Linked DNA regions of Pan troglodytes: region 2 is linked to region 1. A link is a contact called in public Hi-C data. All regions are on one chromosome and are shown on one strand. The core of a region is the stretch at or near the end of the contact, and the rest is flanking DNA. Distances in the headings are between cores, read along the strand shown. Region 1 has its middle 62 kb from the start of PDE10A. Region 2 has its middle 180 kb from the start of PDE10A.

Evidence for each region. Hi-C and Micro-C count contacts between places; a contact is called where the count stands out from the background.
Region 2: a contact with region 1 is called in a Hi-C map of induced pluripotent stem cells, with 2.6 times the contacts expected there. The contact joins two enhancer-like sites. A contact is called at or near these places in 4 of 7 Hi-C or Micro-C datasets (blood, induced pluripotent stem cells and stem cell-derived neural progenitor cells).

The regions. Positions count from the first base shown.
Region 1 is chr5:177,812,948-177,819,101 of NHGRI_mPanTro3-v2.0_pri, forward strand. No RefSeq gene overlaps it. Among named protein-coding and RNA genes, the nearest start is that of PDE10A, 62 kb to the left of the region's middle. Within about 2 kb of position 3,049, at least 1 of the 24 cell types and tissues checked has an H3K27ac peak or open chromatin away from gene starts, as enhancers often do. A contact at or near this core is called in induced pluripotent stem cells, where this site is marked.
Region 2 is chr5:177,934,360-177,940,278 of NHGRI_mPanTro3-v2.0_pri, forward strand. No RefSeq gene overlaps it. Among named protein-coding and RNA genes, the nearest start is that of PDE10A, 180 kb to the left of the region's middle. Within about 2 kb of position 2,457, at least 2 of the 24 cell types and tissues checked have an H3K27ac peak or open chromatin away from gene starts, as enhancers often do. A contact at or near this core is called in induced pluripotent stem cells, where this site is marked.

The sequences.
Region 1 (6,154 bases), core at 1,799-4,298:
CCCACTTATCCACATGGGATACATGCCAAGACATCCAACGGATGCCTGAAACCATGGATAGCAACAAATCCTGTGTATTCTATGTTTCTTCTTATACATATCTGTCTATGATCTAGTTTAATTTATACATAAGGCACAACAGGAGATTAACAACAATAACTCATAATAAAGTAGAACAATTATAACAACATACTGTCATAAAAGTTATGTGAGTGTGCTCTGTATCTCTCTCAATATTCCTTAATATTTTCAGATCATAGGTGCCCAGGGGTAACTGAAACCATGGAAAGTGAAACCTTGGATAAGGTGGGAGATGGTGTCAACTGTACTTGTGAAGTCCGGTAAAGACATGTACGTAAGTTATATGAAGTCTGGAGTAGTTACTGCTACTGAGCCTGCGAAAACATCGGAGTGAACATTTTACCTTTTCAGGTAACGCAACATGAGATCCTACTGATCTTATAAATCCTTAAATAAAATTTGTTCACATATATATATATATATACACACACACACATATATACATATGTGTGTATATATTTTTTAAGTTTTTTATATATATATATATATATCACCCAGAATCTTAATTTGAACTACGTTTTTGTTTGGATTGAATATAATAGAAGTCCCACTCCATTCAGTGTAACCAAAATGTGAACACACCATGCCAGCATCCTGAGCCTCACAGAACACAGGGAATGCCTATGCCTCGCTTGCTGATCTCCACTGACTCACAATCTAGTTGTGGCCTGAGACAAACACACCGCTGATCATCTTACTGAGAACGGTGGTCACAGCCACACAGCCACATGCACTTGGAGGCACGAGGTGGGGAGTCTCCCAGACAGGCAAAGCCATGGAACTCTCACCTGGAGCAAATCAAATTTCTGAGCTTTGCTCTCGACAATCCTTGGTGATTTGCTGTCTCTCCTTTGGCCAGTTCCCTCTATGCTTCCTCAGCCCTTTATTTTCTCTGTTGACTGGGAAGAGTGTTTGCCATAAATATAGAAAGATCTCCGAGTCCTTTATATTTACAATGTGACTGTGCTGCAAAAAATAGTGCGGTTTCCTTGTCCTTGTTCACATGAAACCCCGTGTGTGACACCAGGTAGTGGGATTTGCTCCTGACGGCACAGGCAGGCCGAGCTGGAATTCCAACTTGTGTCTGCCATGCTCCCCAGCTTCTGCTGGGCCGTGTGAATTCTGCATTTCACCATGCTCAAAATAGAGCATGTTTTGCCATAGCTGCTACCAATCCTATACTTTAGTTCTGTACTTTAGAAATAGCAGGGAAATGAATAACCCCCAGCCTTTTCCAGAGAAGTAAGGTAGGACATGAATTTTAACTATCTCATTTTTAGCTCTGTTTATGACATGAATTCTGTTTCGGACTAGTTGCCTCCAATTGGATACCTAAACATTTTAAAGCCATTTGGGAGGTATGGGAACAAACAAGAAATAAGATAAAGGTGTTTTTTTTTTTTAATTTTCCCTTGGGGGTCAGTCTAAAATTTTATTCAGATAATAAAAATTCCTGAGAGATGCTGAAAAAATAAAAAGCTGATTTCACTGAGAAGTGTGCGTCACAGGTTACATAAGCGATTCCACAATCAGGGCTACTCCAGATTTCCAGTGTGCACTACAGGCTTCCAGTTAGTAGCATGCAATCCATCAAAATTAAGACAAGAGGACGGAATATTAGTCAGTGAACCACCACATATAAATTACCCCATTTGTGTGCACAGACAGGGCACACACTGGGCATGTTTTATGCTTGACGTCTTTGCCCTTTACTTACTAGGAAAAATTGGAAAGTTTATTTAAACTCATAGAATCACAGATGATAGATTTGGAAAAGACAGTAGAAGTCAACTAGTCTAACCCCTAGGGGCTCAGATTTTTTACCTATAACATGAGGTCATCAAATGCTTCCTGCTCTCTTTAGGGCCCTTTTGAGACTAAGAAGAGGATCACAGATGTGAACGCGTGTTGAGAAAATTAGGAGAGCTATGCAAGTGCAAAATTAAATTATCACTTCTATTTTCATCATTATGATAGGCCTTCATACAGGTGGATAGCTGGATTCTCTGGAAAAGGCTAGCTGAATCAGGCTCGCCCCCATGGCTTCAGAACCTCCAAATTATTAGAGTTCCCTTTTGATATCCTCGTGGGCTTCGTCCCGTCACTTAGACTTTGAATATGCCGAGTGTAATTTTGAAGTTTCTTTTATCAGGCCTACCAGGCCCTTATAATTCTTCTAAGATAGGCTTACAAGAATAACTAATGGAAGTTTACCCAAAGTTTCTCATTTCCCCAGAAATGACTATAATCCAATGAGGTTTACTTATATGATCAGTAATAAGGTAGAAGGAAATACAGCCTGAACATCACAGGAAGCAGTCAAGAGGTGAAACGTTTGGGAGTCGAGAGACTCCTGACCATTTATGGCAGCAGCATCGGCTTCCAGTGCATCTTCCTCACTACAGCAGAGGCAGGTTCCCTGGTCAGGGATGAGGACAGAGTCATAGTGGTGATATGGGAGGGGGGCTCGCAAGTGCTGGGTAGAGAAAGGCAGGGTCCCTGGCAAAGGCTCCACCCTCCGGCCTGTGCCCACAGACCTAGGTGAGAACAGGCATTTCTGTTTTCAGAAGGATGTGGACGCCGAGGGAAATTTGGCTGAGGGTGGTCAGAGGAGAGTCCAGCTGCTGAGCAGCCTGACTCCAGGGGAAGACCACCTTCCCACTCCAGCCCCCTTCTGGCTCCCATTCATCTGCTGAGAGCCACTTCCACCACTCAATAAAACCTTGCACTCATTCTCCAAGCCCATGTGTGATCCGATTTTTCTGGTACACTAAGGCAGAAACCCGGAATACAGAAAGCCCTCTGTCCTTGCAATAAGGCAGAGGGTCTAATTGAGCTATCACAAGCCACTGCAGATGGCAAAACAAAAAGAGCGCCCTGTAACACACACCCACTGGGGCTTTGGAAGCTGTACACACTCAACCCTAGAGGGTGCCATGGGGCCAGAGCCCAAACACGCCCCCCACAAGCTGCCCGTGTGCATGCTCCCCCTAGGGGTATGAACAGTGGGGCACCGTAGAAGCAAGCCACAACCCCATCACACACCCTGCAAGGGGGATAAGGCAACTTTTCCCGTTTCAGTGGGTCATGCTTTAGCCATCGGTTCCTGCCAGTCAGCACTTCTCAGAATAGGGGAGTCCCGTGGAGTCAGAGGTGAGGAACTGGATGTACTGAACCTGACTGTCTCCTGATGCTCATTCTTCATAAAGTTGTTTTGCCTTATGTACTTACGAAAAAAATCAACCATTTCTACTTATTCTTCCCTAGCAATCTTGACCTGGAAGTCACGTTTGCCTCCCTTTCCATTATCCCCCATGCTCCTGTTTCTACCTGTAAAGACACATTCTTTCTGCCCCTAGCAAGCACAAGACGTATCCAACTTGTCCTGCCAGCTCCATGCCATCCTCAGCAAACTTTCAATGTGGCAGTTTCTTTATGTACCAGGTGAAGGAGCCTGCTGTGAGCTCTGGGGCTTTGACGGAGTCTGTCCATTTGGCGCAGTGCGGGACAGGAATGGAGTTCAATTGGCACTACCCATGTTCTCCAGAGGCCTATGCTCATTACTAAGAGAATATGGTCTTAGAAATAAAAGCTCTACTTCCACTTGATTTAATATAGACAAGAACATAATATGTTGTTTTCCTGTGCACAGGCAAGGCAGGGAAAGGCAGAGAGTCAAGGAGCTGTGTAGTTGTGTTGGAGAGAGTTAAGGGGTTTCCGGGAGCAAGAGCTGATCCCACCAGAACGTTGTTTTGTGCAACAACGTCCCAGCTCTTGGAGGAACCAAGGGAGGATCCAGCAGTTGTCTATTCTCTAAAGCAAGCAAATAAATGAATTAGAAACATTTTACAGAAATTGGAAAGTATTAATGATGGGAAAAAATATACCCAGGAAACATTAAAAAATATTTTCCTGAGGAAAAGAATTATCCTCAACATTTATATAAATAGCTTTAAAATTTTACGTTAATAAGCATAGCTGGTTTTACAAGCAAGCAAAATAAATGACTGCCCAGATGACAGAATTCAAGCTGTGTCAGCAAAACCCAATGAGAAGAGCACGGGTGCCGAGCACCGGGGGAGAGGAGAGCCACGATGCCCGCTCCCTCCAGTGATGCCCGCTCCCTCCAGTGGTCCACACCTCCTGACAGGCACCGCCTTCCGATGGGCCTGGGCCCGCATCCTTGTCTGTTCGTTTGTTGAGCAGGGAGAGTGTCCCATGGTTAGACCCCACCCAGCACTGAGAACCAGCTTCCTGGGGCCAAGCCGGCCCTCCCCGGCCATCTGCGGGCACTGGGAAGACAGGCCATCCTCTGCGGTTCTCCCTCGCGGGATCGAACCCGCAGTTCAGCGTCTTACCAGCCCAGTTGCCGACCACAGGAAAACAAGCACAGATCTCCCTTTGGGAAAAGTCTCCACTTCACTCGTGACCAAACTAAAGATGACAGAGAAGCTCAAATGTGTCCCAAACCAGCAAACAGAAAACAGCATAAAGGAAGATGGATGGGCCGAGCCAGGCCACCACAGAAACGCCCCCGTGTCCAACCTCCTCGCGTGGGGGGGTTCGCTGGGACCGAGCACGTGGGGATTCTCCTGCCCTGCACCCAGGCTGCTTCCTCCGCCCAGAATCTGCGCGTGGGCTGGTTCCCCACTGTGCGTTTACTCAGCTGTGATGACCACACAGGAGACCCTGCCATGGGCCCGCTGAGGGCTGGCTTCAGACAGCAGCAGCGACCACACGTGCTTAGTGACTCAGGACGGAGGCGACTCCTTGAGAAGCCACACCGTTTTCCTCCTTAGAATCACGCGTATAAAGACGGGCGCCAGATTTCCCTTCGCTTGGGGTCACGCTTCTGGCTCACAGGCTTATGTGAGAGTCCAGTGTGCAGAGTTTGTGAGACAAATCCAGCCACCATCCCCTGCACGGTGTGGAAGCTGCTGGCTGAGGGAGAGAGAGGAGGCTTTCCAGGAGCCTGGGGCTTTCCAAAAGACAAGGCTAGATGCCTGTTCCTCCTCCTTCCTCTCTCCAAACAGTGTTCTGAGGCCAGGAGGGAATCACTAAAAGAAAATCTACCCCCAAATGACATAGAGCCCAGGAGAGGCCTCAGGGAGTGCACCAGCTCACCAGTTCCTTCCCTAAGGCTGAAGCCACCAGTGCTCTCCAGAATTCAAGATGCCTATGGAAATTTGCAGGGAGTAGATAGGAGGAAGACAGCCAGGAGATCAAAAGTAATTTAAAAATGAATAAGTCATTGGCTTTCTTGTCCAATCACTTGATTCATTGCAAGAAAAAAATCCTGGTATATTTGTTTACTTAAAGAAACATAACTTGAATAATCATGTTTCCAAAGAACAATAAAGACATTTTACTTTGTCTAGCTGCTTTTCATCTTATGCTGCTGAAATAGATACAAATCTAAGGCTGCTTTGTAAGTTTGCAAAAGTGAGCATCAGGAGGAAAGGAAAAAAAGAAAAGAGTTTAAATAGTTGGTTGTGTTGTGTTTTTTTTTTATTTGTTTGTTTTTGTGTTAAGAAAGACAAGTGGGTCTTGGTCTTTAGTAGAAAACTAGGAAAAAATCCAACAGTCCGAGCAATAGCCACCCACCCCCAACATACACACCCTTTTCAGACAATGTTAGAGTGATGGCATTGGGCAGCAGGCAGGAATTCTACTTGAGCACAACATTTTCTGATGTCCTCCTCCCAGAAGTGAAATGTGTCTCTGACAGCCCTGCCAGAGCAGGTAGGGCCCCTAGTCATGCTGCCCTTGGGTAAACATCGGGACTCTAACTCATACAGCTGCTTTTCTGTGCACCTTCAGAGCAGCTTCTGATGCAAAACCAGAAATGTGCAAATCTTCATCATCATGCTGGAGTGAGGGCACACATTTCAATGGATTCATAACACTCAATTCTCCTCTCCCTTCAGTAGGGACATGCTGGTGCATGGCACTGATCCAATTCAAAGACTGGCTTTCCTGCTTCCATTTGGAGCTTGCCAGAAATAATACACATTTTGAAAAATGTGATGGTTTGAAGAAAAAGAATCTGTTTGCAATTCCAACTTCCCAATTA
Region 2 (5,919 bases), core at 1,207-3,706, 120 kb after region 1:
ATCTCCATTCCCATTCCAACTCCATTCCCATTCCCATCTCCATCTCCATGTCCATCTCCATCTTCATCTCCATCCCCACCTTCATCCCCATCCCCATTCCCATCTCCACCTTCATCCCCATCTCTCTCTATCCCCATGCTCATCTCAATTTCCATCTTCATCTTCATCCCAATTTCCATCCTCATCTTTATCCCATCCCCATCCCCACCTCCACCCTTATCTACATGCCTGTCTTCATCCCCAGCTCCATCCTTATCTCCCTCACACAGGTACCTGCAATCAGTCCAGGCAAACTGGAGCGGGTTTCCTTGTCTTGAGCTTAGAAACTACCTCTCAGCAACAAGAGCATTGGAGATCATGCATTTTTAATTTTACTTAGCAAGAATTTCCTTTTGCTCCATTCTAGAGCTGATCCATTTTTCCCTAAAATGTTGCTTACTTGCCCTTTCCTCAGCAATCACTTGTAGTCATTACCATATAAGAAAAAGCAGATGTCCCCTTAAGAACAGCAGTTGCACATGACTGGGCACTTGAAGGCACTGGCTCACCTCACAAATTACACCACCTCCCAAGCTACCAAAACTGCAGGAGATGAATGTGGGAAGACTCAGAGAAGCTCTGTGTGTCTTCAAGGTGCACACTTGCCGTTCTAGCATACTGTAGGACACAGCACTCGAAATGGTTACCTTGACTCTCCATTTCTATTGATATAGGAATTTTAACACACTCTTATTTTTCGTCTACTTTTTAGTAAAAGATAAAGGACCAACATACTAATATATTACATGCAATATAAATGTGCACTAAAATTAGAAATATAAGTGTAATATAAAAATAACTGTTCAGAGATATTCTCAGATTTTCTTTTCACTCCCCAGCAAGGGTCCGTGAACATGCCTGGGGGCTCAGCACCCCATTTTGGGGACGGCCCTTCTAGAACTTAATTTGGAAATTATCTGTCTACATTGTCTCTTAATAGAGGATTCAAAATTCAGTTATTTTTAACTGAATTTAAAACCAACAGGTTTTGTTCACCTTTGTTGACAAGCTCTCAGCATGGTACTTTGCCCATAATAGGTGTCAGTCAATTAATTTAATTTAAGGACTTTGAATGGTCGTCTCTTCAATTTACTTTTGACTTTCAATCTACTTTTGGAGTGCCATCATTGCAAAACCCAGTTTAATCTTGTTTGTCTAGCTCACTGGTGAAAATCGATACATTGATTCAGGGCAGAGGTGAGAACAGGGCAGGCCCTCCCAAAAGCACCTTCTCCTGCTGGGTACCCACTTCGCCACACCAAAGTTTATGGACCCATTGTTCCCAGATGGCTCCAAAGGGCCCATGGAGATTGGCCCTGTGGCCTTTGCTGACCAGGGTGGGTTTTTCTCGCTTGCTGGCTTCTTGGTTTGGATGTTGCAGTTGGGGCCAGCTTGGGCATGCAGCCGCCTCCTTCGCTGTCTCCCAGCGCACACACCATTGCTGGCTCTGAGCAGTGGGCGCTTAACGTTAGCTCCAGCTCTGTGAGAAAGCAACAGCTGCTTGCTCTCTCAACAGTTAAAACAGTTTGATGTGGAGGCTGTGTCTCCCATCCCGGGGGTTCAAAACAACCCTAACCTTAAGTCGTCACTGTGGTTGGTGGGCACTTGCTAGGGTCATCCTGGCTCTGGGGTGGAGGAAAAAGACCCCATGGGGGAGAAGTCCACTGTGACAGTGCTTCTCGGCCTAAGAAAGTTGCATATGTCTTGCACAAGAGGAAGAGGACAGCTCTGGAATAAATGAGTGACTTCGTGCTCAAAGACTGCTCTCTAGCTTCTCTGGGTGAAGATTTTAATGGCCAGAGCAGAGTGGGGCTTCAGTTATTTCAACTATGAATATGACGTAAATTATGCCAGGAGCTTTTCATTTTTATTGTGATTTTTGCTCAACCTGAACTGCTGAGTAATATTGCTGTTTCCCAACACTCCCCACTTCTGCAGAGCTCCTTTAGAAAAAAACTCTGATAGAATAAAAAAAAGGAAAAATACATATGTACAAGTTGGAAAAAGGTTTTATAGATGTACCTAACCAGGCGAATTGTGTAATATAACCATGGTTTTTCCCCCTAAAATTATGTATACTTGATAGCTTAACCTAAACAAAATCTTAATGGGTTTGTCTTTGATATATTAAAAACTTGAAAGATAATGTTATACATTTTTTTTTAATGTTAAGATTGTCATGATCAATCAATCAGACAAAAGCCGGGTAATTCAGAGCTACAGATAACAGCGTTGATCTCTCTAGTTTCATCCAGGCTGGTGATATAACTGCATGACTTCCATTAAATAAGCCACTTAGTGCCACAAATGTACCCATTAGAGTCCCTCAACAGTTCTGTAATTACTGTTATACGGAGCTTGGCAGTTAGGCCTTTGCATATGCTAAAGAAACGTAGGCATTCATATTTAAATCCAGCTCCCTTGCATGCTGCAGCAGCCCAGCACCCACTGACTGTAACTTTTCAAGTGAGTTAAATGAGTAACAGAGAGCGAATGCAAGCTCACTTTGGAAATTCATCCAGGCCTCCTCCTCGAAGGGAGTATGGGACTGTTGATGCTTTCCATGCTCGTTTTAGCGATGTTTGCTGCAATACATCAGCGTTTATTGTGGGCCAAGGAAGGTCATAAGCACTGTGCCCAGACCATGTCCTTTTTATCCTCATCACTATCTCACCCAGCACAGAGAGGTGAAGTAACTTGCCGATAGTCACACAGCAAGTTAGTGGTGGAAGAGGCAAGAGTCATGCCTCCGAAGTTACAGACTACACCATGCAGTTAAAACGGACTTGGAATGAGAGCATCCCCCTTCTCTGGCTCCTGCCCTGACCCTGAGTTAGCCTCGGACTAACCTCGCACAGTTTATTCCACTTCCTCAATAAAACTGGAATCACAACATCTGCCTTGTCTACCTGAAAGTGCTGTGAAGATTAGAGAGAGCTTTGAAAATTAAGGTCTGACACACAAATATGGGTTGTTCTTAGAGGTGAAGAAGGCCGTAGCACAAATACACTGTGAGGCCCCGCTGTGCTCAGCCCACCTGAGAGCGTAGGGTCAGCCAGCGCCCAGCCCCTGAGAAGGAAGTGACTTTGAGCAAGGGTGAGAAGACCAGGTCCCAGGTCCCGTCTAAGGCTACAAGCCATGGTGTTGGGTGAGTGCAAAGGACTGCACAGCAACAGAATCTGGGGTGTGAAGATGCCTTATAGGCTCGCAAGGTGGCCCTGAAAAGGTGGAGTGGATTCTGGACAGAGTGGAAGCGCAGCAGAGGGCATGCCAGAGCAGACACACACACAGGCATGCACCAGCCTCCCCAAGTGCAGGAGCCAAGTTCCCTTCAGGAAGAGGGAGTGGCTTAGTCCATCACCTCGGCTACAACGATCTACCCTAGGCTCGGTAATTTATAAACAACAGAAATGTATTGCTGACAGTTCTGGAGTCCACAAGTCCAAGAGCAGGGCCCCTGCCTGTCTGATGAGGGCCTGTTCCTCATAAATGAGGCCTGCTGGCTGCGTCCTCAATGGTAGAAGGGACGGACAGGCTCCCTGAAGCCTCCTTTCCATGGACACCCACCCCATCCCTGAGGACAGAGCCCCCATGCCTTCATCACCACGCCAAGGCCCACCTCTTCCTATCACCACAATGGGGACTGGGTTTCAACATGAATTTGGGGGACACATTCAGGCCACAGCAGAGAGGGGAATGTTGGCGTGACAGGTGCAGAGAAAATAAACCCATACTAGAGAGGGAAGCCTGAGCCTATCCCGGAGGGGCAGGGCAGTCACTGAAGGTTTTATCTGAGGAGCAAAGGCTCAAGTCGGTGCCTAAAGAGAGACCTGTGTGGGTGGCACTGAGCTAACCTGAGAGCCTGAAGCCCACACCTGGAGCAGCAGGAGCACCTCTGGCAGAGGCAGCTCTGACCCCACCTTAGCAGACAGGCCTCCAGAGCATGGCACAGGTTCCGAAATGAAGACCATTGTGTGAGAAGGGAAGAGTCTGGAGCTGCCTCCCAAAGGAGGCAGGTGTGGGGTACCTCGCAGGTGGGGTGTATTTTGGAAAAGGGGACCAAGCCAACTTTTGTTTTAGTGTGAGATTTTCTGAAACTATCATCCCCCTGGAGGAGGGTACAAGCCCATTTGTCCCTGGGGCTGGAGCACTGCAGGGGGCCATGGTTTGGGCTGTAGAGTTGGAAGTCATTCTCATCAAGGTCACTGTTAAGGTCAGAGGGCCTCAGAATACTGAAAAGATGAGAAGCAGAACCGAGGACAGAGGAAAGCTGACCTGTTCCGTGTCCAGATTCAAGTTCTGTAAGCACACTCACAGCGAGCCTTTCTCATGAAAACTTATCTCGAAGGCTTCAGAGAAAAGTGTGTTGCATAATATGCAAATTGATAATTGGTGAAATTTAATAGGGAGCACCTAAGGTGTTCTAAGTCACTCCAGTCTCTGTTTTCGAAAATGAACAGGCAGTACTTAACACCCTCTAATTGAACCTGAGTTTGGAAATATCTTATGAGTTACTGTAATTCTAGAATGTTAAGTTCTTTATATAAAAGTTAACTTAAAAGTTCAATATGTTTTAAAACCCCAAGTCGGAATAGAAATAGTTTCTAAGCCTTATTCATTCTGACCTAATAAACTTTATCCTATTTTCACTATTTTTCCCGATGCTTATTTTTACTCTTTAATCATAATTTAAGGAGGTTGAAAAGAATTATATTAAAGAAATAACAGCATGATAATACCAGCATCATTGGGTAGAGGAAGGAGTCCTAATCTTCAGTACAAACCCTGCCTGGGAGCTGGTTAAAATAATAACTCATAGGTCCCTGCCTGTCTGTGTTGTGACCAAGTAGCTCCTTTCAAAAGAAACACAAAAGGCAATTCTTATTAACCCTTGGACACACTTTTTGACAGACTGCTGTATATTCTCAGTTTTGTATTTATGGAAGTATCTGCCATTATGCTTATTAGCATCAAGGGAGCTTATTTAAGAGCTCTATAAAGAAGCGATATAATTCTGAACTAAAAACTTCTGCTGATTTAAAGCGTTCTTATTGTTTACTTGATGGGCTATGAGAGCTGACAGTCATTGCACCGTGCTGTAAACAAAGCTCCTTTCTGAGATCAGGGCATGTGTGTGATGAAAAACGGTTTCAATGTTACAGGGTCTGATCCACCAAGCTTCCAGTGAACTCCAGACATGAAGTGGGAGTCACAGATTTAAAATTCATGTGATGTGGGGTTAGCAACAAATGTTTTTACTTAAAAAATTATCACAAATGGAAATCTAACTGAATAGAAAGGAAAAAAATAGCATCCTTACATGTTTTTCTACAATTTACACCAAAATGTCGAAGGTCAAGGTTATGATGGCTGCGTTCATGCAATTCTAAATGAGAGCAGTTCACAGGACAGAACTCCACAAACCACATTCTCAGGGGAAAAGAAGGTAAAATTTGAGCAAAAGTGAGAAAGAATTGAGAGGAAAACCCACTTATGTGGGAAAACAGTGCTAGTGCTAATCAGTTCTGTTGGAATATAGAGGATATGTTGAAACAGCTACGGTCAGGCCAAAGAGTGGTGTTTCTCCTTTAAGCATAAAGCTTGCTTGTGGGACATTATTTATGTGCTGTTAAACCTCATAAGGAAAATATTAAAGCTATCTGGAATCAACGGAACATAGGAAACAAGCATTAAATTGCACCATTTGACATACAGCTTCCTTTGGTGCATAAATCTGCCAACATCTGCAAAATATGTACATGATTTATTATATTCTCTTTGGTATGTTTAATAAGATTGTAAATCTGACTGATGCCTAGGTATGAGACCTCCAAACTTTCAGTAATTAAATAGGAATGTCTCCATGATAAAAAAACAAAA